Linked DNA regions of Mus musculus: regions 1 and 2 are each linked to region 3. The links are chromatin contacts, called in public Hi-C and promoter capture Hi-C maps. All regions are on one chromosome and are shown on one strand. The core of a region is the stretch at or near the end of the contact, and the rest is flanking DNA. Distances in the headings are between cores, read along the strand shown. Region 1 has its middle 39 kb from the start of Gm36521. Region 2 overlaps Prkacb (protein kinase, cAMP dependent, catalytic, beta). Region 3 has its middle 29 kb from the start of Uox.

Evidence for each region. Hi-C and Micro-C count contacts between places; a contact is called where the count stands out from the background. Capture Hi-C pulls out chosen DNA fragments and counts their contacts.
Region 1: a contact with region 3 is called in a Hi-C map of cortical neurons, with 3 times the contacts expected there. The contact joins two enhancer-like sites. A contact is called at or near these places in 3 of 39 promoter capture datasets (hippocampal neurons, liver and neural stem cells), 27 of 484 Hi-C or Micro-C datasets (the G1E-ER4 cell line, LSK cells, Th2 cells and 18 more), 4 of 115 datasets of contacts at active chromatin or transcription factors (embryonic stem cells, neural progenitor cells, pancreatic cancer cells and 1 more) and 3 of 9 other capture datasets (adipose tissue, embryonic stem cells and liver).
Region 2: a contact with region 3 is called in a promoter capture Hi-C map of pancreatic islet. The contact joins two enhancer-like sites. A contact is called at or near these places in 3 of 39 promoter capture datasets (hippocampal neurons, liver and neural stem cells), 20 of 484 Hi-C or Micro-C datasets (the C2C12 cell line, the G1E-ER4 cell line, LSK cells and 13 more), 7 of 115 datasets of contacts at active chromatin or transcription factors (SST interneurons, bone marrow-derived dendritic cells, bone marrow-derived macrophages and 4 more) and 3 of 9 other capture datasets (adipose tissue, liver and pancreatic islet).

Annotation. Positions count from the first base shown.
Region 1 is chr3:146,721,952-146,725,296 of GRCm38.p6, reverse strand. No RefSeq gene overlaps it. Among named protein-coding and RNA genes, the nearest start is that of Gm36521, 39 kb to the right of the region's middle. Within about 2 kb of position 2,071, at least 7 of the 459 cell types and tissues checked have an H3K27ac peak or open chromatin away from gene starts, as enhancers often do. A contact at or near this core is called in cortical neurons and trophoblast stem cells, where this site is marked.
Region 2 is chr3:146,744,314-146,747,871 of GRCm38.p6, reverse strand. It overlaps Prkacb (protein kinase, cAMP dependent, catalytic, beta), which reads left to right. Exons shown (of 10, transcript NM_011100.4): 7 at 1,177-1,272; 8 at 2,490-2,612. Among named protein-coding and RNA genes, the nearest start is that of Gm36521, 61 kb to the right of the region's middle. Within about 2 kb of position 1,856, at least 4 of the 459 cell types and tissues checked have an H3K27ac peak or open chromatin away from gene starts, as enhancers often do. A contact at or near this core is called in pancreatic islet, where this site is marked.
Region 3 is chr3:146,566,376-146,569,730 of GRCm38.p6, reverse strand. No RefSeq gene overlaps it. Among named protein-coding and RNA genes, the nearest start is that of Uox, 29 kb to the left of the region's middle. Within about 2 kb of position 1,355, at least 107 of the 459 cell types and tissues checked have an H3K27ac peak or open chromatin away from gene starts, as enhancers often do. A contact at or near this core is called in cortical neurons, pancreatic islet and trophoblast stem cells, where this site is marked.

The DNA.
Region 1 (3,345 bases), core at 822-3,321, 150 kb before region 3:
TAGGAGAAACGAACTTAGCAGGGAGACTGAAGGCAAGCAGTCAAAGCAAAAGTGCCCTTCTTCCATGTCCTTTTATCTGGGCTGCCGTCAGAAAGCAAAGCCTAGATTTAAGGTGAGCCTTCCACTTGAAATGATCCAATTAAGAAAGTGCCTCACAGGCAGGCCCCGCAGCTTGAGTTGTAGATGATTCCAGATGTGGTCAAGATGACAACCACGACTGGCCATATCACATACCCAACTCAGGACAGAGAAAATACAGTCTATTTTTTAATTAATCGTTCATCCACCTCCAAATACTCCCAACTATTTGGTCAAAGGAAGAAATAATTTGCTTACATGCTATTTTTTAAGCACAATCCAGTCTGATGAGCTGAGGTTGCTACAGAAAACAGTTGCTCGGAGATCATCCATACAACTGAGGCAATGTATGGGTCTCCAGATAAAAAGAAGGGAAGGGCTTGACATTCCATCCTCATTCCATCAAGGAAAGACTGACTGGACTTAGGGTGGTAACTGGAGAGCAACTCTGGCATGAGTCCCTATGTCAGGCATCACGTTAGGGTAGACACTCATCTGGGCATCACTATTATGCATGCGACATCCTGGTCTTCCCTAGCCTAGCCTCCAATGAGCCCTCTCCTTACAACAGCTTTGGCTTCTGTCCGTCCTATGCAGTGATCCTCAGGCATAATAACTCTGAACACATGGATGTACCATCATCTGTTGTAATGTAGCAGCTGGTATTTAGTTGCAAATAACTCAGACACCCAAGATCCTGATGGATATATTTTGATTTAACATTACAGCAGATTTGAATGGTGCCTTTAATAACAGTCCCCTCAATCACTTACATTCTCACACGTTGTAAATGAGCAAACAAAGGGTGATGCTTCTGAACTCAACAGATACTCAGGGGTGTGCATGGAACACCAGATCACACCATCATGTGAATCGTGCCAGCATAAGGAACTGTTGAGTTGGTCACCTGAGAGAGCTCTTGTGCTGTCCTGTGGCTCCTGTATGTCTCCTTGCTGGCTTCCTCTTATCAGACAGGCTGTAGTCCTGACAGGGTGAGCTGATCTGGGGCCTCTCTATCAACCTGGATGTACCTTCCATAAAGTGTCGCTGGGCTGAGAATACTCTGAACACATTGGCCCAAGGAACTGTCATCAGAAGTAGAGGATGAGCTGGAAGAATTCATTGACTATGACACAGAAGCACAAAAATTGTGATTCTATGGCCGGCCGTTGTCTGCATCAGAAGCAGAAACTATAATGAACATAGACTTCCAAGTAGTATCTACCCAGAGTCAAGTTCCAACCAGACCTTCCCGTTGCTTCTGTCAAATCTGCCAAGACTGTTGCTCTCTGCCTCCTCGCTTGTAAAAAATACAATTCATATTTCAGTATGTTTCTTTTCAAAGCAACATCCGAAGTACATTATGGTCTAAGGTCATAGGTTCATTATTTTCCTTTCCCCAGAAGGATGTATCGATAATATAATATGCCTATGAAAATTAGATGAAAGCTCAGACATTTTAAAAATATCTCATCTGGTCCCTGGGCCCTGGTACAAGCCTGTAGACCTATCCCTTTGTGTCTGTGCCTCCTAGCTTTGGAAGGATGACCAATTTGCTCTGGGACTAAAAGCAATGCATTGTGATTTTCATTTCATGTCTAGACCTGGAATAGTATTGCAAAAGTCTGCAACTTTGACCCATGCTGACACTTCCTGGCACTATATAATTAAAACCCTGACCTTGTGGCCTTTGCCTATGCACTCTGAACAAGAGAGCAGCCTCGGGACACCTTTGGAATACCAAAGGAATGAGCAAATTTCAAGTCTGTCCCTGTTAACTCCTTTCTGTCACTGGAAAAAAATCTCCTGACCTAGGACTGATGGTTTCCCTGGGTCAGAGGAAACATCACATTCCTCTAGAATAGAGATGAAGTAGCATTTCTTGGCAGCCAATTTTGAATCCCACATTTGAAATCATTCAGAGAGCTCTGCAGCTGGCGGAAGGCAGCAACTGATTTGGAAAGAGGGACAAGAAATACGTCAAAGAATGACACCTCCTCGGGAGGAATTTTGATGGTAAATAGGACAGATGCCATCTGCCTAGATGAGTCCTTGTTCATTCATTTGTTCCCTCAGAAATATTACTCTGTGTGTGTGTGTGTGTGTGTGTGTGTGTGTGTGTACACTGAGCTGAGAAGTTGTGACACAAAACTGATACAGAACAAAACTGAGAACAAATAAAATCATAGGAGACATAAAAGATGAAAATCATATCAGGAAAGCTCAGAGCTACTGCAGAAAAAATACAAGGAACACCTTACAACACACAGGCACCTTCTGCTTTACTTTAAGACTCCAGGGGGCCCCAGTCTCTCAATGGGGGAGGGCATTCCAGGTCAATGCCTTTAGGAGTGTAGGGAGCTATGATGAAGGTTCGGCCATAGCAGTAAGCACTGAAGGAGTGATAAGGTAGAAAGGCTATTCAGTCCTATCATGAGAGGCAGCCAGCAAGTGATACAAGGATTGTGCGGGTCACCCTACAGATTGTTGGGAACTATTGGAGGATGCTAAATAGAAAAGGCTTTGAGATGGCTCAGCAGGTAGAGGGTAGTGCCTCCAAGCATGGTAACCAGAGTTCAATCCCAGGAATGCACACGATAGAGGAAGAACCAATTCGCAGGAGTTACCCCTTGATGTCCTGGTTTATGCCATAGCACCACAGTGAAGGCACCGTAGTCTGAGACACCTGGCCTTCAGAATTATAAGACAGAAATCCTAGGGGTCTTGTTTTGTGGTGTTCTTTATAGCATCTTGTTGGAGTAGGCTAGAAGCAGAGAACAGCATGGATCCTAAAAGATGCACGAAGTGTCTTGTGAGAATCTAGTAAGAAGGGAATTGAGACCAGCTTCAGAGTATGCTGGAGGGAATGATGGCAGAGCACATTAGGGAAGGAGGGCCTGGGGTCTCAGTTTGAGAAGCAGGTCTGAGTTGACAGAGCTGTCCAGCATGCAGTTGGGATGGCTTCAGCTCATCACAGACATCTGGATAGACAGATATCCTTGCAGGCTACCCTGCGTAGTGCATGCTAACGGTTGAATCTTTGGTCATGATGAGAACATTTCCAGGGGAAAAGGGAGGGGAGGTTACAAATGCACGTCCCAAGGCCAGACATAGCCGTGGAGGCAGGAGGATTGATTCGCTTACATACAGCTTCGACATATTTAACAAGCCCATTGTTCAAATTTTAAAGTCAACGGATGTCACAAAGAATGGGAACTTTGCTTCTCTGAACGAGAAAGATCTGGGAAAACTGGGATCCCATTCCAG
Region 2 (3,558 bases), core at 607-3,106, 180 kb before region 3:
CTTCACACATCTTGCCTCAACTGTCAGTGTTTGATGGGTGGGTTGGTTGGTTGGCTGGTTGGTCGTTTGGTTTGGTTTGAAGGAGAAAGTTGGTTCTATCTAAAAGGCTTGAAGTGAGCTGACAGCTCTGCCTTTACAGGTGTGTACATCACTCATGAAGGAGGGGAGGGGCCTGTTTGTATCCCCTAGAATCAGTGGCTGTGAGCTAAGCTTAGGCTCCTGCCAAAAGAAACAGTGTGGCTAACTGTGTGAGTAGTCGTGGGTGCCGGAAATCCTGTCTGTGTAGCTCTAGTCTCTCAGTCTGAAAACCCCAATCAAAACTGGTCCAGTCGGAAATCCGTTTGTATATTGACGTCTCACCCTAAGTGGAGAATTGCTCAGGTGACTTCATGGGACAGTGTGATCAGAGTCAGGCGCCCTGATGAGAGTGTTTGCAGTTCCTCCAGGCTGTGACCGTGCATCGTCTACAGAACATGAATTCTGTGGCTGCCTCCTCACCAGGATCTCGATGCTCATTTGGAATTATTAAAAAAAAAAAAACTGGAAAAATCCAAACTTTGAAGCACTCTTGGTACCTAATACTTTGGATAAGCAATAGTCAATCTGTGTTGCCTCTTTTAATACTAATATTAACCATGTGAATTATAAATACTCCTAATCTCAAAGTTAATGTGTCTCAGTCATGGCCAGGTACATAGTCAGGAATGGAAGAATTAGAATTTTAACCCAGAAAGTCTAGCAATGTTTACCACTCAAATTCGTGACTGGCTGGGACCTAACTGCAGACACAGCAGTTAATGGGTATCTTTTCTCTAGTTCCTTTAATAGCTTGAGGCCACGGCTTTCTAGGGCTTACCTGTCAGAAGTGTGTCCGCAGAGGATGACCCATGTCACGGGCAGAGCCAGGCAGGACTTTGGGGTGTCTCACCAGCACTTACTGTGTACTGGGCCTCTACCTTTGCTCCTCCTGTTCACTTGTGAGGTGCATAGGTCTGTGTCCTGCCACACGAGAGTTGTTTTTGTTTTGAGAAGAGATGGGGTTTCATGAATTACTGTTAATCGTGTGGACTTTTTTTTCATGTATATTATTTTAATCCTGAATTCTTAACTTTGGATTTGAGTACAGGACCTCTGTACTCTGTGAGTGAGTTTTCACATTCCTGTTTCCCTTCATAGGTCACAGATTTCGGGTTCGCCAAAAGAGTCAAGGGCAGGACATGGACATTGTGTGGCACCCCAGAGTACCTGGCCCCGGAGATCATCCTCAGCAAGGTACTGGGTATGACTGGCACACACAGGCAGAAGCTTGAAGTCCTTTAAGTTATAAGGGGGAGTGGGTGGGTAGGGGATTGGGGGGGTGGGTATGGGGGACCTTTGGGATAGCATTGAAAATGTAAACGAGGAAAATACCTAATTAAAAAAAAAAGTTATAAATCCAAACCTGCTGGGGCAGTCTGCCTAGCGCTGGTCACACATCTCTAAGTTGTGTTAGTTTTGACTCTGAGTCCTGATGAAGCAGAGTAATGACTCAACCCTCAGTGCAGCCCAGGCAGTCCTGGTTCTTCCAGCCAGGAAGGGTCCCAGTGCAGAGGGCTTGTTCCAGGCCCTTCCCAGATGCTGAGCTAGAGACAAGGTGGGTCAGCTGACAGCTCTTCCTTTCTTTCAAACTCACCACCTAAGCGAAGGGATGTCTGAAACATCTTAACAACAAGGTGAGCTTTGTCATTCCGTTGTAATCTGCAGTTGGCACAGACCAATGCTGCATGAATGGATTCTGTATTGAGAATGTGTTGACTTTTACACATTGCTCAGCGTGTGCTTTTTAGTGAGCTTGATAGAGCACGTGGCAAACGGAGCAGGTCAGCGCCTCTGACTGGTCTTCCTCACAGTGTACTCTGTAAGCATGCCTTTCCCTGGGTACACTGCTCACGCAGCCTATGCAGGAGGTGAAACATGGAGACAAGCAAGTAGCAAACTTCACATGTACTTGGACACTACTGCTGATTAGAGGCCACAGTAAATTTTAAGTTTTCAGAAAATATGGAAATAGATGTGACTATGTCAAGTGTTTCTGCCTTCCAGACCCCAGAATGTAGGCTGTTCGGAAGTTGGTTCCATCTTTTGCTATTCCAATAATCCTATTTTGTTTTAGAATTTCTGACTTCCCTAGCTAGACTGTTGCACACCTAATGCATAGGGCTGTGGCCTAGGTTGGGCCTCGAGCGGCACTTTGCTCTAATTCCCTTTCTGCTGTCAGTGTTATTCTCAGTGATTTTTAGGACTCAGATTTAACAGTTCTTCCCAATAACACATTCCAATATCTGGAAATTCTTTGCTTCATTTAATTAAACTTGCCCTGATAGGTTTTATTCATTTATCATATTCTGTTCTACACAGTTGCTAAAAACTGCTACAGTCATGTTCATACATTTCCAGATCATTTTGAAATCACTGGTGTCTTAGTGTTCGCTGATGTTGCTCTATCCCAGGGTTACAATAAGGCGGTGGACTGGTGGGCACTGGGCGTGCTGATCTATGAGATGGCTGCTGGCTACCCTCCATTCTTTGCTGACCAGCCAATTCAGATCTATGAGAAGATTGTCTCTGGAAAGGTAAGTCTCATTACTTCTTCCCCCGGAGCTCTGCGTGAAGTTAAAGCTGCAGATTCGAGCCATATCGTGATGTCAGGTCACTGCCCCAAGCAGCCGGGAGGTAGAGACTCTGTATCGATGCTCCTCTAGACTAAAGAGCTCCTGTGCAACCAGGTCAGCAGGGTCAGAAGAAGGAGCCAGCTACCTGTGAGTGCAGTCGCTCTCAGTATTCCTGTAAACCAGACCTAACCTCACGTGAAGTTATACTTAGAGTTTTAGGAGCTGTCTTTATATAACTGCTCTAAAAATAGATGTCTTATTTGAATTACATCAAAATTAAAAGTCAAAATAACTTGGATGGGCCTTTTCAAAGAAGAATTCACAGAATTGAGTTCAACAGAATTGAGTATGTTTAATGGGATTATAATTGGTGCTGATTTTTAGCAAGTAGGAAATAATGACCCTTGATCATTTGTGGACTGAGCATGTAACACTCTCCAAAATTACTCCATAAACTTTTCTTTTGCACTTTTAGTCTCTAATTTTTCTTCCAAAAGTATTTGCTTAAAGTCATTACTTCTCACCTTAGCTCATGCTTGAGACTTTTCTGGAATTACTCCTTCCGTTTTCAGTAGAGAAGGAACGCAAGCATTGGAAGCTTTGGGAGTTGAGAGATAGCTCTGCAGGAAAGGGCCCTGAGTTCACAGACAGAAGAAGGCACTCATGTGCCCTCCCCCCACAGAAAGAAGGCCATGTAATTAACTTCTGGATTCACAGGAGGAGGCACCCTGCTTAGCACTTACCCCACACCCCTCACTCACCCTTTTGTTTTTATTGAAGAATGGACCTGTGGCTCTAACTAATATCGCCCTGGGGTGCATACATTTACCGTTTTTTGGTTATTGTTGTATTTTATGACCCTCGTAGGCAGAGATAAAGCTGATCAGCATGGAAGTAAAGTCTCCAT
Region 3 (3,355 bases), core at 106-2,605:
TTTGAAGACTCATTTTTATTTTGGCGTGTGTGTGTGTGTGTGTGTGTGTGTGTGTGTGTGTGCATGCAGATGTGTGAGTGTGTGCTTATGTGCACATGTTCATAAAGGTTCCCTCAGAGGCCAGAGGAGGGCATCAGATCCCCTGGAGCTAGAATATCAGCTAGCTGTGAGTGGCCTAACGTGAGCACTGGGAACTGACCCGAAGGCCTCCTGAAGAACAGCATGGGCTTTGAACTTCTGAGCAATCTCTCCAGTCCCCTCACCTGTGTTTCTAACATAGCTTTACATTAAAACAAAACAAAACAACAACAACAAGAAAACAAACATATGGTCATTTATTTCTTTAGGAAATCCTCACTATAGAAGATCATAATTTCATCTAAGCAACGGGGAAAATTCAAAGTAACATGAAAAAGCAAATCAGTAGTCAGCAGGGGTTACGGGAAATGTGACAGGCTAAGGGAAATGTGACAGGCTAAAGGAGACGTGAAGCAAGTTTTGGTAGATATGCAAATATTTGGCCCTTTATTTGGTAGTGGTTACAAACACATATACGTTTAGAAAATTTATTAAACTATATTCTCAAATGTTAAGACTTGGCTGTCTATAAATCATACCTCTAAACACTTAGTTACTTTAAAACCTACTGCTTCTTTCATCTGAAAAGTTGATGTTAATACACTTATACACATCCTATCATGAATTTTACTATACATTTCAGTGTATTTATACAAAGGATAGCATCACCTTTTAAATTAAATGTAGCAAGTTTTTTTTTACTTACTTTATTTCTTACTCCCTTACCTGAGTGTGTACCTACCATCCAAGACAGCTGCCCCTACAAAGCTTACTTGGTAAAACCCAAGAGAGAGCATTGGTCCAGGGAGGGAGAGACAGGAAGCTGTTTCGACTCTCACAGCCTCTGGGATCTCATTATTGATGACTTAACAACCATTACACACTTAGTGAGTAAGGACTTTCTATATAAAGATTGTATTGCAGCATCTGCTGTTGGTAATTTAGTGGCAACTGATTGCTGAAGAAGCCACTGGAGGCTCCTGCTGATGTCTGTGAACGCAGCCCACTTGTTTCTGAAAAGGTGATTCAATCTGTATTTCGGTGCCTGGCACACAACTCTGTGCACCTGGACTTCTGACAGATACATTAAGAGGGTTGGGGGGCTGTGCTCAGACAGAGTACATTCTCACCGTGTCTTCCAAAGCCAAAGCCATCATTTTCTGGTGTTGAGAATCCTGAATCCTTGAGAACCAGGTCTATCCTGTCTGTGCAAGACCTCAGAGCATAAGCTGGGACTCTGGGTACAAAGTCAAACCAGCCCTGCTGTTTTCATGGTTGCTGGCCTGCAGCCCTGGCTGTTGGACACATGTTACACCTGGCCCTGCCTCTGCCCTTGGGAGTGCCCACGACCATGTGAGCAGGCGGCTCTGCAGCCCAGGGAAGTAGTACCTTCATGTGTGGGAAATAAACAACAAATTCTAACTATGGCATACTCTGTCTCTAGGATAGCTGGTTCCTGGAGACCAGGAAAAGTAGCTCGGGAAATAGCCAATTTGGGTAGGGACAAAATTAATCCCACTCAAAAGACAGAAAAGCAACAGGAGCGAAGCAGTGAACTTGGTGAGTCACGGAGAGCAGTGCCCAGAGCTCAGGACCATCTGTAGATCAGGACTTAATCAGAGCTTCCTGGTGACTCAGCTTTACGCGTCTTTGAGGAGGAGGAGGAGGTCTGGGAACCAGGGACAGGCTGGTCCATGCTGTATGACTCGCTGGGTTTTCCCCATGTCCAGGAAGTCAGGCTTGTAACTAAATTTCAGTCCCTTCCTGGTCCAGGTGGGCAGGAAGTGCCTGAGTTCTTTTGGGTCACTTTTGGGTCATACCTGGGGGTGGGAGAACCCACCAAACAGGACTGGCTGTTCCTGAGTCTTTGTACCTTGGGGGTGGTTGGCATCACTCGTTCCACAGGTATACACAAAACGAAGAAGTCGGGGCACACTGACAGAGGCAGGGGAATGACAGGTGGAAACACAAAGAACGAAGCAGTCGGGACACACTAACAGAGGCAGGGGAATGACAGGTGGAAACACAAAGCTCTTAAGTGCTGCTGTCTGGAGCCATTTAGCTTTGGCCTGCAGCCCTGCGTGTGCACCCCAGACACTCCTGAGGGCACGGCTGGACTATCACACAGCAAGATGATGGATGTCTAAAGTGAGCTATGAAGAAAAGGTCAACTTGTGCTCAGAACATTCTGTTTAAGAAGGGCAAAGTACTACATAAAGCATCTTAGAGAAATTACTTTCCAAAATAAAAATGTTAGGTTGGCAAGTTTAGGTTGCATTATTCTGGCTTTTAATATCATCGCTACTTAAAATATGAAATTTATTTCAGGTTGCAATATTGAAAATCTCATCCAAAGATAATTGGGGATTTTTTTTATGTTCTTTCTGATGTACAAGCATGAGTCACACATAAGTTATGCACATATACATGTATTTTTGTGTGTTGTTTTAAAGATGGTCCCTTGTGTATGTGTATAGGTACAAGCGCGTGCGCGCGTGCGCGTATGTGTGTGTGTGTGTGTGTGTGTGTGTGTGTGTGTGTGTGTGTGTGTGCCTGTTCATATGTCTGTGTACCACATGCATAAGTGGGATCCTCTGGAACTGAAGTTTGTTACAGTTGGTTGTGAGCTGTGTGGGCGCTGAGAACTGGATCCAGGGCCTCTACAAAAACATCAAGTACCCTTAACTGATGAGGCCACAAAACTGTGTGTTTGTTATATGTCGTGTGTATGTGTTATGTCATATATGTGTTTGTATGTGTATGTGTATATGTGTGGTGTGTGTGGCATGTATGTATGTGTGGGATGTGTGTGTGGGATGTATGTATTATGTGTATGTGTGTATGTATGTGTGTAATGTTTGCCTCCCTCCTCTCTCCTATCACCATCTTCCAAGTTTTCCTTTCTTCCATCTGAACTCGAGCTGTTTTGCTCAGTGTTCTGCCCTGACTCTCATCTTACTAGAGATACTGTCGGCAATCAATCTAATCCACTATCGATTGCTCCGATGGCCACCATATTTGTACTTCTGATGTAGTTCTCACTCACGTGAGACTTTGTACAAGACTGTGTACAAGGACACACAGGGATGTGTGTAGCATCTTGTCTGGAGGGAAAACCCAATACATCCAACAATGTAACTTTGGGGACATGAGGACTTTTCATTTTCTTCCTTCCTCCATCTTCACAATCACCTCTAGCCCTCAATTCTGCCTCCTCTTTGCTGTTTCACATGTGGAGCTACCGTGACCAGGAAGGTAAAGTGCTCCGTGTCCTGAA